Regions from separate parts of the Mus musculus genome. Here region 1 is linked to region 2. Evidence: chromatin contacts called from public promoter capture Hi-C data. All regions are on one chromosome and are shown on one strand. Each heading gives the region's core, a stretch centred on a gene start, on an enhancer-like site or on the middle of the called end of the contact. The rest is flanking DNA. Distances are from core to core; before and after follow the strand shown.

The links. Promoter capture Hi-C pulls out the DNA fragments that hold promoters and counts their contacts.
Region 1: a contact with region 2 is called in a promoter capture Hi-C map of cranial neural crest. The contact joins the promoter of Atp5j2 here to the enhancer-like site in region 2. A contact is called at or near these places in 6 of 39 promoter capture datasets (the C10 cell line, the HPC-7 cell line, cranial neural crest and 3 more), 1 of 484 Hi-C or Micro-C datasets (the G1E-ER4 cell line), 2 of 115 datasets of contacts at active chromatin or transcription factors (the 230-238 cell line and bone marrow-derived macrophages) and 2 of 9 other capture datasets (adipose tissue and pancreatic islet).

Annotation. Positions count from the first base shown.
Region 1 is chr5:145,186,952-145,193,129 of GRCm38.p6, forward strand. Atp5j2 (ATP synthase, H+ transporting, mitochondrial F0 complex, subunit F2) reads right to left here and starts at 4,590. Exons shown (of 4, transcript NM_020582.3): 1 at 4,552-4,590; 2 at 175-282. The coding sequence starts at 4,564.
Region 2 is chr5:144,792,655-144,798,616 of GRCm38.p6, forward strand. It overlaps Trrap (transformation/transcription domain-associated protein), which reads left to right. Exons shown (of 71, transcript NM_001081362.2): 18 at 359-550; 19 at 1,256-1,421; 20 at 1,947-2,203; 21 at 4,307-4,507; 22 at 5,594-5,745. Among named protein-coding and RNA genes, the nearest start is that of Gm23995, 21 kb to the left of the region's middle. Within about 2 kb of position 4,672, at least 5 of the 459 cell types and tissues checked have an H3K27ac peak or open chromatin away from gene starts, as enhancers often do.

The DNA of each region.
Region 1 (6,178 bases), core at 3,340-5,839, 390 kb after region 2:
CATTACCCACTGAGCCATTTCCCTTGCCCACACTGTCACCCAAATACAAAAACCTCAGGAGTTAACCACCATCATCACCCCGTCCACAAGCCCATCAACCTCAGCCAGTGCGGCCCTCGCTGGCCGGGTTAAGACCAGAGCACTGCTTCTGCCGTCTTGCCCGTAGACACCGACCTCTCCGAAAGGCTCCGGCAATGCCACTGGGGGTGAAATCCCGCATCATTATCCAGCTCGGCAGCTCTCCAAGTTTGACTTCCATGAGCTTCTTCTCCTTCAGCGGCACTGCAAGAAAAACAAAACACAGAATAGCCCTCCAGCAACACAACACTTCTCCCATGTCATTTTCAACTGTCCCTGCAAGTAGATGAAGTACACAGATGCTGCACGGGAGCCGTTCTGTGAATAAATATAACACACTAAAGATGATACTGTAAGGCCTAAGCCTATGTAATGGTAGAGCTGCTGCTTAGCAAAGCCTTTAAACACCAGGGCCTGGAGAGATGGCTCAGAGGACCTGGGTTTAATTACCAGCATCACACAACGGTCTGTAATTCAATTGCCTCTGGTCACCCCCAGCACCGACTCCTATGTGGTATGCAGACATACATGCAGGCAAAAGCACACATGCACATAAAAGAAAGCTTTCTAAATGAACAGTGTCTAACAGCTTACTGAGAATGACTGTAAAAAAGAAAGCTAAGGACCACAGGAGAGAATAAAATGGAGCAGCTTAGGACACCAAAGAGCTAATCCTGAAGCCAAGCAGGGAGGCACACACCTATAATCCTGGCTCTCAGGAGATGCAGACGAAATATCAAGATGTCATAGGGTGAATGACAAACAAACCTCTATCTCAAAAAATAAAGACCCCAGCCAGGCGTGGTGGCACATACCTTTATTCCCACCACTCGGGAGGCAGAGGCAGGTGGATTTCTGAGTTTGCGGCCAGCCTGGTCTACAAAGTGATTTCCACGACAGCCAGGGCTACACAGGGAAACCCCGTCTCGAAAAACCAAAAATAAATAAATAGATAGATAGATAGATAGATAGATAAATAGATAAAATAAAATTAAAAAAAAAAACCCTAACATTTTCCAAACTCAGGTCCTCTGCAAGAGCAACGAGTGTTCTTAACCACTGAGCCAGCTCATCAGCCCTGTGGTATCTTGTCATCACAGAGTTGTAATAATAATTACCCTGCATTGAGAGGAACCCATACATAGGAAGGAAACATATCAAACCTCACAACTTGTTCCATGCTCTGGAAGTTGATCTCAGGATAGCTCTGTCCAAGTCCTGGGGTAGCCCTAGGGCATGTGGAAGAACCAATCTCCACAACTGTGGCTTGCATATGCTTGCACACACAGAATACTGTAACAAAAATTATTTTTAAAGAGCCGAGCATGGTAGTGCATGCATTTTATCATCCCAGCATTTGGTAAACAGAGTCAGGCAGATCTCTATGAATTCAAGACCAGCCTGATCTACATAGTGAGTTCCAGGACAAACAGGGCTACATAGAAAGACCCTGTCTCCAAAAATAAAAGTAAATAATTTCAAGATTTATTCTTCTGAAGTTGGAGAGATGGCTCAGCAGTTAAGAGCACTGACTATTCTTCCAGAGGATCCAGGTTCAATTCCCAGCACCCACATGGCAGCTTACAACTATCTGTAACTTTATTCCAGGGAATATGACACCCTCATATAAACATACATGCAGGCAAAATGCCAACGCACATCAAATAAAAATACATCATTTAAAAATTTTAATATTTTTATTATATGTACATGGGTATTTTGCCTGCATGTATGGATACGCACCATACTCATGCTTAGTGTACACAGGTCAGAAGAGGGCATCAGATGCCCTGGAACTAGGGTTTCAGATGAATATGAACCACCATGTGGGAGCTGGGAACCAACCTTGTGTCATCTCCACTCACCGAGCCCTCTCTCCAGCCCCAGACAACACCTCCACTCCCAAAGCTTCCAAATCGTATGTGCTACTGGTAACTGTTAAAAACCCATCAATACTTAGGAGGCGTGACCTCCAGATCCTTCACTAGAGTTACGCAGAATCAGATTGTGCGAACCGACCTCACTCACATACCCCAAGGGAAAACCAGATGCCCAGTTCACACCAACAGAACCCTTCATTGTGGGGTGGCCACTTTCTCACTTATCTTTGTTTTCTGAGACAAGGTCTCTCTCTATAGCTCCGGCTGTCCTGGAACTATGTAGACCAGGCTGAGCTTGAACTCAGGGATCTCCCTGCCTTCGCCCCCTGAGAACTGGGATTAAAAGTATGTGCAGAGCCTGCAAAGTTGTTTTCTGACCTCCATACAGTCCCCGTGGCTCTTCTGCACATGTGCACATGCACGCGCACACTCGAGAGAGACAGACACACACTCATGAACATACATACTCATGTGCCACCATGCTCGCCTTTTTTTTTTTTTTTTTTTTTTTTTTTTTTAAGACAGGATCTTATGTAGCTCATGCTGGGCTCAAACCTGCTGCTGTATGTCAATGGATGTCTTTGGCATGGCGGATCCTGCTACCTTCCAAGTGCTGGAGTTACCAGCTTTATGTGGTGCTGAGGATGGAACCCAGGACTTTGTGCCTGTGGGGCAAGCACTCCACCAACTGAGCCGCAACCCGACTACTCCACCCCTCCCCAGCCCCGCCCAGTATCTTTCTTGAACTGAGTCATCTTTTTGTTTGTTGGTTTGGTTTTTTTGAGATAGGGTATTGCTATACAGTACCGGCTAGCCTTAAACTCATGGATAATCTTCTTGTTTCAGCTTTCCCACTGCTAGGGTGACAGGGGTACAATATCAACCCCCAGCTGGCGAAGTGTACTAAACTCTTTAGTCTTTCCTTCAAAGGTCTCTTCACACTAACCCTCTACTTAAATAAGATTGCAAACTTTAAGCTGGGTATGATGGCGCATGCCTTTAACCCCAGCACTTAGGAGGCAGAAGCAGAGAGACTTTTATGAGTTCCAGACAAGCCTGATCTATCTAGTGAATTTCAGGATAGCCACAGCTATTTAGGGAGACCTTGTCTTTAAAAAAAACAAGAAAAAGTGATAGGGGTGGTGGTTGTGGCAGTGGCGGCACACACCTTCAACCCTAGCAATTGGGAAGGCAGAGGCAGGTGGAGTTCAAGTTCAAGGATAGCCAGAGTGGCAGAGAAATCCTGTAGGGGTTGGGATCCAAAACTTCTATTTTTTCAACTTTTTTTTTGGAGAGGAAGGCCCAGGCTGACAATTGTGCTTCTTCAGCCTCTTGAGCAGTGTCATTAATGCTCTTCCCGTTGTCTCTTCTGAAAGCTGTGTTCACTAACCATCTCCTACCATTTTACAGATAAAATAGCTGCTAATGCCCCAGGTGGCAGTGACCTACACCTTTAAGCCCAGTACTGGGGAGACAGAAGCAGGTGGATCCACAGATGAGTTCCATTACAGCTGGAGCTACACAAAGAAATCCTATCTTGCAAAACCAAGTACCAAACCAAATCAAAAAGGCTCAGCTCCTTCACACCCCGTTTTTAGACACCCCCCCCTTCACCTTCCCAGGCTGAGATAAAGAACACTGTAACAAGCTAAGTACAGTAGCATAGGCCTGTAATCCTAGCACTCAGAGATAGACGCTAATACATCACGACTGTGGCAGCAAGTTCATGACCAATCTGGGCTACATGGTGAAACCCTGTCTCAAAAGGAGGAGGTAGACAACTGTGAAATGGCTAGCCTGGCTACTGGAGTTCCTCGGAGTTGTCCTCGAACCTGGACACAAGCTCCAGCATTCCCATGACCATACCTAGACACGTGTGGGACACATAATAACAAAAACAACAATAATGTGTAATCCCAACAGTGCGCAATGAATGTGTGTGGAGATTGACTCGTACGTGTTAAGGGAACATCTGCTTGTCTGTCACAAGGACATTTCTGAAAGGTAATCTCATTTATCATGAGACCCGCCAACCTAGGTCTGAATCCCAGCGAGGCTCTCTCAGGACTGGTGACCTTGAACAGGTCACTTCACCCCAGTAGGCGTATTCAGTCGACACGTATGTAACATAATGTGGTGTCGGGAACCATTCTAGGCATTCGCTGGTCCTGGACCGTAATCTGAAAGCCTCATCTCCAGGGAGGTCCAAGCGCTGCCCAGCGTAAAGGTTCAAGTGACCCTGCCTGTGTCAAGTCGCGCAGGAAGAAAAAGCAGCAGCTTAGTCCTCCGCGGAAGGACAGACAAATGGTTCCGGGCAACGCATGTGCAGGCCCCCAGAAGCCTCTCCGTGCTGACTGGGTCTTCCACCGCCAGGCCAGGCGATGCACAGCAGAAATCCGCTGCAGAGTGGAGGGAGGAGGGCGGGAGCACAGGACCTTATAGTAAGTGTCCAGCGCGCTTCCGGGGAGGCTTCAGTGAAGCCCCGGGTGAAGAGCAAGAGTTCCCGCGGTTCCTTCTCACCCCACTGTGGCCCTGGAGCCTGTGCCCAAATCGGGCTTCCAACCCCAAGGCCAGGAAAGGGCCGAGTACTCACCGAGTGACGCCATCTTGAAGTCCTGGTGTCCGCAGAACTCCAGCCGCGCGCAAAGGCTGCTGGGAAGGGCGCACGCACCCCTGCCGGAGCGGGAAGCAGAGGCTCATGGGAAGTAGATCACCACTTAGGTAGAGCATTTTGAGACCTATCCCAGGCGGAAGCAAAGGACAAAAGAGAAAAGGGACCTTTTGACTTTTTGCCTTCTACTTTTGGATCTCTCATGAGGAATGAGAGGCTTAGGGGTGTGGCTCAGTCCCGGAGTGCTTAAGGCTCTGGTTCCATTCCCAATGCTGAAAAGAAAGAAAAGCAGAGAAGCCTTGAATAGGAACATTTGTTTTAACCCTCCCCAGTCCCTTTTACTTGCTATTCACTGCTCTGACCCCCAAATCCCTCTGAAGTTCCACTCCACATGCTTAAGTGGTTTCCATGATGATTGCAAACACGCCTCCACAGCTGACACCTGCTTAAATGGGTATTTTCTAAAGCTCGTAAAGGTAGTTTTTTTGACCCAAAATCAGAAGTATTAGATTTAAGCCATGTTAGCGCCAAAGTCAGACTACTATATAGCTACAGGCATTATCTTGCCATTAATTCCCAAATTTGGGCCTGAAATACAGCAAGACTGTATGCAATAACAGAGTTAGTCTAGCCTGGAAATCAGTATATGTTTTGGGTTGGCCTGAAACTTTTAGCAGTGACAACTCATGTATGGGAATTATATGTGTGCACTGCCTGTATAAACTGACATAACCACTCCATGGTATAATTAAGGTGAAGGTTTTTAAAATTATTTTTATGTACATGGGTGTTTTGCCTACATATATGTCTGTGTACCACATGCATGCAGGGCCCACTGAAGTCAAAAGAGGTCATTGGATCCCCTGGAGCTGAAGTTAGAAAGACAGTAGTGAATTCCTATGTGATTTGTGGTAATGAAACCTGGGTCCTCTGAAAGAGCAGATAGTGCTCTTAACAGATGAGCCATCTCTCCAGCCCCCATAAGGAAAGGGGATTTTTTTTTAAAGATTTATTTATTTATTATACGTAAGTACACTGTAGCTGTCTTCAGATGCGCCAGAAGAGGGCGTCAGATCTCATTACATGTGGTTGTGAGCCACCATGTGGTTGCTGGGATTTGAACTCAGGACTTTTGGAAGAGTAGTCGGTGCTCTTAACCACTGAGTCATCTCTCCAGCCCCCAGGAGAGGGGATGTTTATTGTAAATATGAGTGAGAGGGAACAGCCAGAGGCATCTGGAAGAGCAGAGAGAAGTAGACTTAACATGGGCATCTGACTGGACATGGTCAGAGCAATCTAAGAGTGAGAGCATGGGGTAGGGTGGGAGTGAGAATAGCAGGCTTATAAGAATGATTCGCTGGAGGGGTGGGGGGAGTCCAGGAGCTAAAGGGAGAAGCATAGAGAAGATGAAAAGAGCCAGAATGCTATAACATGGCCTTTGCTGTGTGTAATGGGTATTTGTGATATTGAGAGACTGGAGGCCAGCATGCATTTTGATATGCTGGTAAATGCCAAAGGTAAGGAAAATGACTCCTTTTGACAGAAAACTGGGCTTCCCGATTCCTTTTACCTGCTATTCACTGTGGAATAGTCACAATTCTTTTTACCG
Region 2 (5,962 bases), core at 3,422-5,921:
CCTTTCCAGAGTAGAAGCGATTGAGTGTTAAATGCAGGCTGTCAGGTTTTGATGGTGAGCTGGGTCGGCAGGTTGGGTGCCGTGCTCTGGTAGGAGGCACACACTCACAGCTCATTTGATGCACGGGGTGGTGGTTTTCTCAGCATGTCTGCGACCAGTGAGCTTTGTTTGAGAAACTCATTCCTTTGCCTTTTGTAGCTGCTTTGGGGAAGAGGATAATTTTTGTCCCGGGTATTTCTTCAAAGCTTCCCCCTCCCCTCAAAGCTGAGGACCAGGCCGATAGCCTTGCGTTTGCTAGGCAAGTGCTATATCCTGGAGGGACATCTCCAACCCATTTTGCCGTTTCCTGTTTTGACAGATTGTTGCCAACTCCTTCTTGGCGAATCCCACTACCTCTGCTCTGTTTGCCACCATCCTGGTGGAGTACCTCCTGGAGCGGCTGCCGGAAATGGGCTCCAACGTGGAGCTCTCCAACTTGTACCTCAAGCTCTTCAAGTTGGTCTTCGGCTCAGTGTCGCTGTTTGCAGCGGAGAATGAGCAGATGCTGAAGGTAACGCGCGTGCTGCTCTGAGGGCCACTGCGGCTCTGGCTTTTATTGCTTCATTTATTTTTATCGAAAATTACAGTGACTCCATTTTACATGTGTATGATACATGTAATTCAGAATTAAGGCCTCGTATGCAGGCATGTAAGCCTACCTCTTGGGAGGTGAAAGCTATAGATGAAGGGAGCCTCAGCTACTTAGAAAATCTGAGGCCAGCCTGGGCTACATGAGCTGCTATCTCATCAAAAACCTAAAAAAAAAATTCCGGCTGGCGAGATGGCTCAGCGGGTAAGAGCACTGACTGCTCTTCTGAAGGTCCTGAATTTAAATCCCAGCAACCACAAGGTGGCTCACAACCACCTGTAATGAGATCTGACGCCCTCTTCTGGAGTGTCTGAAGACACTACACTACAGTGTACTTAAGTATAATAATAAATAAATAAATAAATCTTTAAAAGAAAAAAGAAAAGAAAATCCACCCTCAGGTAACTGCATAGTAACCTGGGAACATACTAAGAACGTCTTTCATAGATATTGCATAGATATGTTATGTTTCATAGATATGGCAGAGACCTCTCTACGTTCTGGCCACTACGTTCTTTAGTTTGCTTTGATGAAATATCAGCTTCATGCTGCTTGAGTGCAGGGGTGAGGTGTATGAGCCCTAGACTCCCAGGCACTCCCTGACCTGACTGCCTTCCCTCTGCCCAGCCTCACCTGCACAAGATCGTGAACAGCTCCATGGAGTTGGCGCAAACCGCCAAGGAGCCTTACAACTACTTCCTTCTGCTCCGTGCTCTCTTCCGCTCTATAGGAGGTGGCAGCCATGACCTCCTGTATCAGGAGTTTCTGCCTCTCCTTCCAAATCTCCTCCAAGGTAAGAGCAGTGGCTCGTGCATCCATCTGTCTGTCTGACTGCTGGGCTCATCCTTTCTGCCTGGCAAAGCTGATGGGAAGGGGTGGGTGCTGGGACCGCCCTCCCCCCACCATCCACCACTACCCCCTCCACCCCCACTCCCAGAGGAAAATAAATGTATTAGTTTCTGTCATCAAACCATGTTGGACTTTCCATGTAGAGGTCTTGTCTGTGTTTACTGCAGTGCTCCCTCCATACAGATGGTGTGAGTGCAAAGTAAATTTCCCAGTGTACTGGGTGGCCCTTGCCCCTGCTTAGCCTCATGTCCAGTCCTTCTCCTGGTCTTACTTAGATGTGCTCAGGCGGGTTTCCTCCACATCACCAAAAGTGCATGCTGCTTACACAAGCATAGGGTAACCTATAGGAACTCCCCCAGCCTTTGTTGTCACTGTGGAAGGGACCGTGACTGCAGTCAATAGGTCTAACCGTGGGCACAGCTGACGTTGCCTGCATCAGGGAGCTAAAGTGCCCCCACCCCTTTCCCAGGACTGAACATGCTGCAGAGCGGCCTGCATAAGCAGCACATGAAGGACCTCTTTGTAGAGCTGTGTCTCACCGTGCCAGTCCGGCTGAGCTCTCTCCTGCCCTATCTGCCCATGTTGATGGATCCCTTGGTGTCTGCCCTCAATGGGTCTCAGACATTGGTCAGCCAAGGCCTGAGGACCTTGGAGTTGTGTGTGGACAACCTGCAGCCGGATTTCCTCTATGACCACATTCAGCCTGTGCGTGCAGAGCTCATGCAGGTAAGACCGCTTTCACCTCTGCACCAGCAGGGGGCATCAGCTCCACATGCCTCTAGTTTGTCCTAGGGATCCTCTGTGCTCAGTCAGAGGCAGACTCAGTCGTGCTTGCTTGCCTGGGATGTACTAAACACGTTTAGCGCTAGTGCATGGTGAGCAGCTTTGTGGCAGTGTTGCTTCTCAGTTTAAGGGAACTTTCCCAAGCATCAGAGTCTCTGTAAGCCAGTGTGAAGGCAGATGGTGCGGAGTTGTGTAGACTCGCAGAAAGACCCTTTCTGTACCCACAGAGATTTTTTTGCTTTTATAGTAAAAGATGCAGCTCTTCAGGGAAGCAGATGGGCACCTTGCCTGCCCCAGCTCCCCTCAAGAGGAAAGGGGCAGTTAGTCAAAGGTTGTCTTAACGTCTTAGGGGTTTGTTATTAGAAGTCAGGAGTGAGGAATCGTACACTATTCACTGTGCTTTGTGCTATGCCCGTGATGGGATTGATAATCCCTGGGGGCCGGCACTTGTGCTCCTCTGTCTCACTAGCATAGGGTCACAACCAGCACTTCATGGTGGATGCTCAGTGACTCCAAAGTAGATTTCAGGAGTAGCACCTGGTCTGGAGGCAGGACTATCAGATCCTGTCTGTCCATCCTGGGGTTATTTCTTGGTCTCTGTGCACTGGAAGAAGATGGACTGGAGTCTATATAGCATGGGAGGACTGCAGAGCCTGCTCTGAGAGCCGCACTGTCAGGTCTTGAAAGCAGAGCTTGTCTTGAGCTGAGTGTGTGGGGGCCGCTCGGGGGCCGCGGAAGCAGTGTGGCTGTTGGGGCTGAGGCGGTGTTGAGCCACAGTTTGCTTTAGAACGATAACCCTCGGAGACAAAGGTTAAGGTCCTTTTTAGTTTCTAGAGGCCAGTGACCCCCAAAACAAGCGGCAGTGTTGGTGTCTCCTGACCCACGCTGAGCCTCAGTGCTGCCGTAACCCGGCAGAAGACCCTTCCTGAGGGACAGAAGACCCTTCCTGAGGGACAGAAGACCCTTCCTGAGGGACAGAAGACCCTTCCTGAGGGACAGAAGACCCTTCCTGAGGGACAGAAGACCCTTCCTGAGGGACAGAAGACCCTTCCTGAGGGGCAGGCGGGTGTTGGGAGAACATGAGGGAAACTGGGATCTTGGTTGGTGTGGAGAAATGTCCCAAGGCTTCATGTTACTTGAATATTGCTGGATTCCGACAGTGAGTGTTGTCATGGAAGTTAGGAAAGTGATTAAAACAAGGACAAGAGTGATTTTGAGACGTAGGTAATTCAAGTGAGGGGACCCAGGCAGCGAGTGCAGTGCTGTGCAGCAGGCGGCGCAGGCGTGGCGTGCAGGGCATCCCTGAGCTCAGCTAACCCTGCAGTCAAACTTTAGGAGCTGACGTGCACAGAGACTGCACACTGAGGCTTCAGAACACGAGCACTGGGCGTTGGGCTAGGGTTGTCTTATATAAGGCTGTGATAAATCTCTAAGGGCTTCTAAAGACGGCCCAAGGGTGTGTGTGCGCACACTAGGGATGGAACAAGGTCTCATGTAAGCATTTTGGCAGAGACTAAACCATCCACATGGAGGCTCCCTGTCCTTAGGGGAAGGTTTACTGAGCAAGGAGGGGTGTGGTCAAGTCTGTGTTCAAGGACATTGCTCTGCCCTTGTGTCTATTTTCTGTTTTTCTTTAGCCTGGCTCTCAGGGACCCCCTACCACACACACCCTTACCTTCCATAAATGGAGACTTAGAATACATGACATTACATATTTGCCATGTTTCATGTTGAGTGCAAGTGTCCACAGAGGGCAGAGAGTGACGTATCCCCTAGAACTGAAGTTTATGGGCAGCACCATGGATGCCCTAATGCTTTGCTTTTTTTTCTGTGCCATCTTTTATATAAAGGAGCTCCAAAATATGTTTGTTTGTTTGCTTAGTAAAGGCAGACCTTCTCTGGGGGAGGACAACCAAGGGGGAGCCATGTTTGCGGGACAGAAGCAGGAGGAAGAGTCCCTATATCTAACAGATTGGAGTTGTGGTCGGAAGCTGTGTGAACTTGCTGCCTGGCTAGCCTTTGGTGAAAGCCAGTTGGTTTTTTTAGGCTTTGTGGCGCACGCTTCGCAACCCTGCAGACAGCATCTCCCACGTGGCCTACCGTGTGCTTGGGAAGTTTGGCGGCAGCAACAGGAAGATGTTGAAGGAGTCCCAGAAGCTGCACTATGTTGTGACTGAAGTTCAAGGCCCCAGCATTACCGTGGAGTTCTCTGATTGCAAAGCTTCTCTCCAGCTTCCGATGGAAAAGGTAAAGTTGGAGCTTCCGGGAGATCGTGTTTTGCTCTAAGGAAATTGATTTCAATATCAAAGACATATGTGAGCCAACTCTGAGGGAAGGACAGGAGTCACGGGACAATCTTGGTTGGGAAGGTGGCTTGCGTAATGCTTGTAGGCCTGTGGCAGGGTGTTATCCAGGAGTTGAGGACTCTTGAGAGTAGAATTCTTCCCCGTTGACCAGCTCACCTGAGCTCCTGGTCTGTTGTCATCTTGCTGGGCCTTGTTTCCAGGACCATTGAGAACTCAAGTGTATCTATAATTGTTCCTCATCCCTGGGCTCCCAGCATCTCACTTTTTTATTCACGTTTTTATTCTAACTCTGCTGTTGTCTCCTTTCTGGCTCTTTGGAAATGAGTTAGTGTTGTACCTCTGTGTTTCTCTCTGTCTCCGTCTCTTTATCTATGTGCATATGTGTGCATGCAGATGTGTGGCGGAGCTGCTAGTTGGCTGCCTCCTTCAGAGGGAAGTGAAAGCCTTGTTTTTCAGGTCCCTGCTTGAGGGAAGACTGTGTTTGTGCAGCCGTGGCTCCTGAGCTCCAGACCCTTATGGGTGTGTGGCTGACAGCCTACCACGCTGGACCCTCCCAAGCTCCTTGACTTCCTGGAGTCTAACCCTGGTCACTAGACGGGAAATTGGGGGTAGAGAGCAGGCTGAGCACTCACTAGCATGTGCTACTCTTGCAGAGGCTGCTGCCTCAGTTCCCAGCATCCATGGTGCTGCCCAGAACTCCAGCTCGAGGGGATATGACACCCTCTGCCCTCTGTGGACACCTGTACTCAACATATACATAACCTATAGACAGATGCACACATAGACACATAATTAAAAGTAAAACCTTCCAGCCAGAGTGCTGTGCACTCTTAATGCTATCTGTGGCCGTGCAGCTCCTTGCTTTCTTCACTGTCTCTGCTTTCAGACTCTGGTTTGTGGTTGCCTGTTAGACTGATGCCCTCCCTCTTCAGTTTCCTTAGCAAGCTAATGCTGGATGTGTGAGTGTGTGTGAGTGTGCGCACACGCCTTTCTGCGCACACTGTACATACTGTGCTTTTTATCCTAGGCCATTGAGACCGCCCTGGACTGCCTGAAAAGTGCCAACACAGAGCCCTACTACCGGAGGCAGGCATGGGAGGTGATCAGGTGCTTCCTGGTAGCCATGATGAGCCTGGAGGACAACAAGCATGCGCTCTACCAGCTGCTGGCGCACCCCAAGTATGACTTGGGCTATTTTCTGGGACTGGAGCAGCTCGCCGCAAAAATTAGGAACATAAGTGACTGCCCAGGAGTCTGCTAGGAGTGTGCCCTTTCAAACAGCCAGGGCAGTATGTAACTTACCCAGTGACACAGCATGTAGCGTCTGGAGCAGTGGGTCTCAGCCTCTGGGTCATGACCCCTGGGGCAGATGATTCTTATACAAGGGTCACTTAAG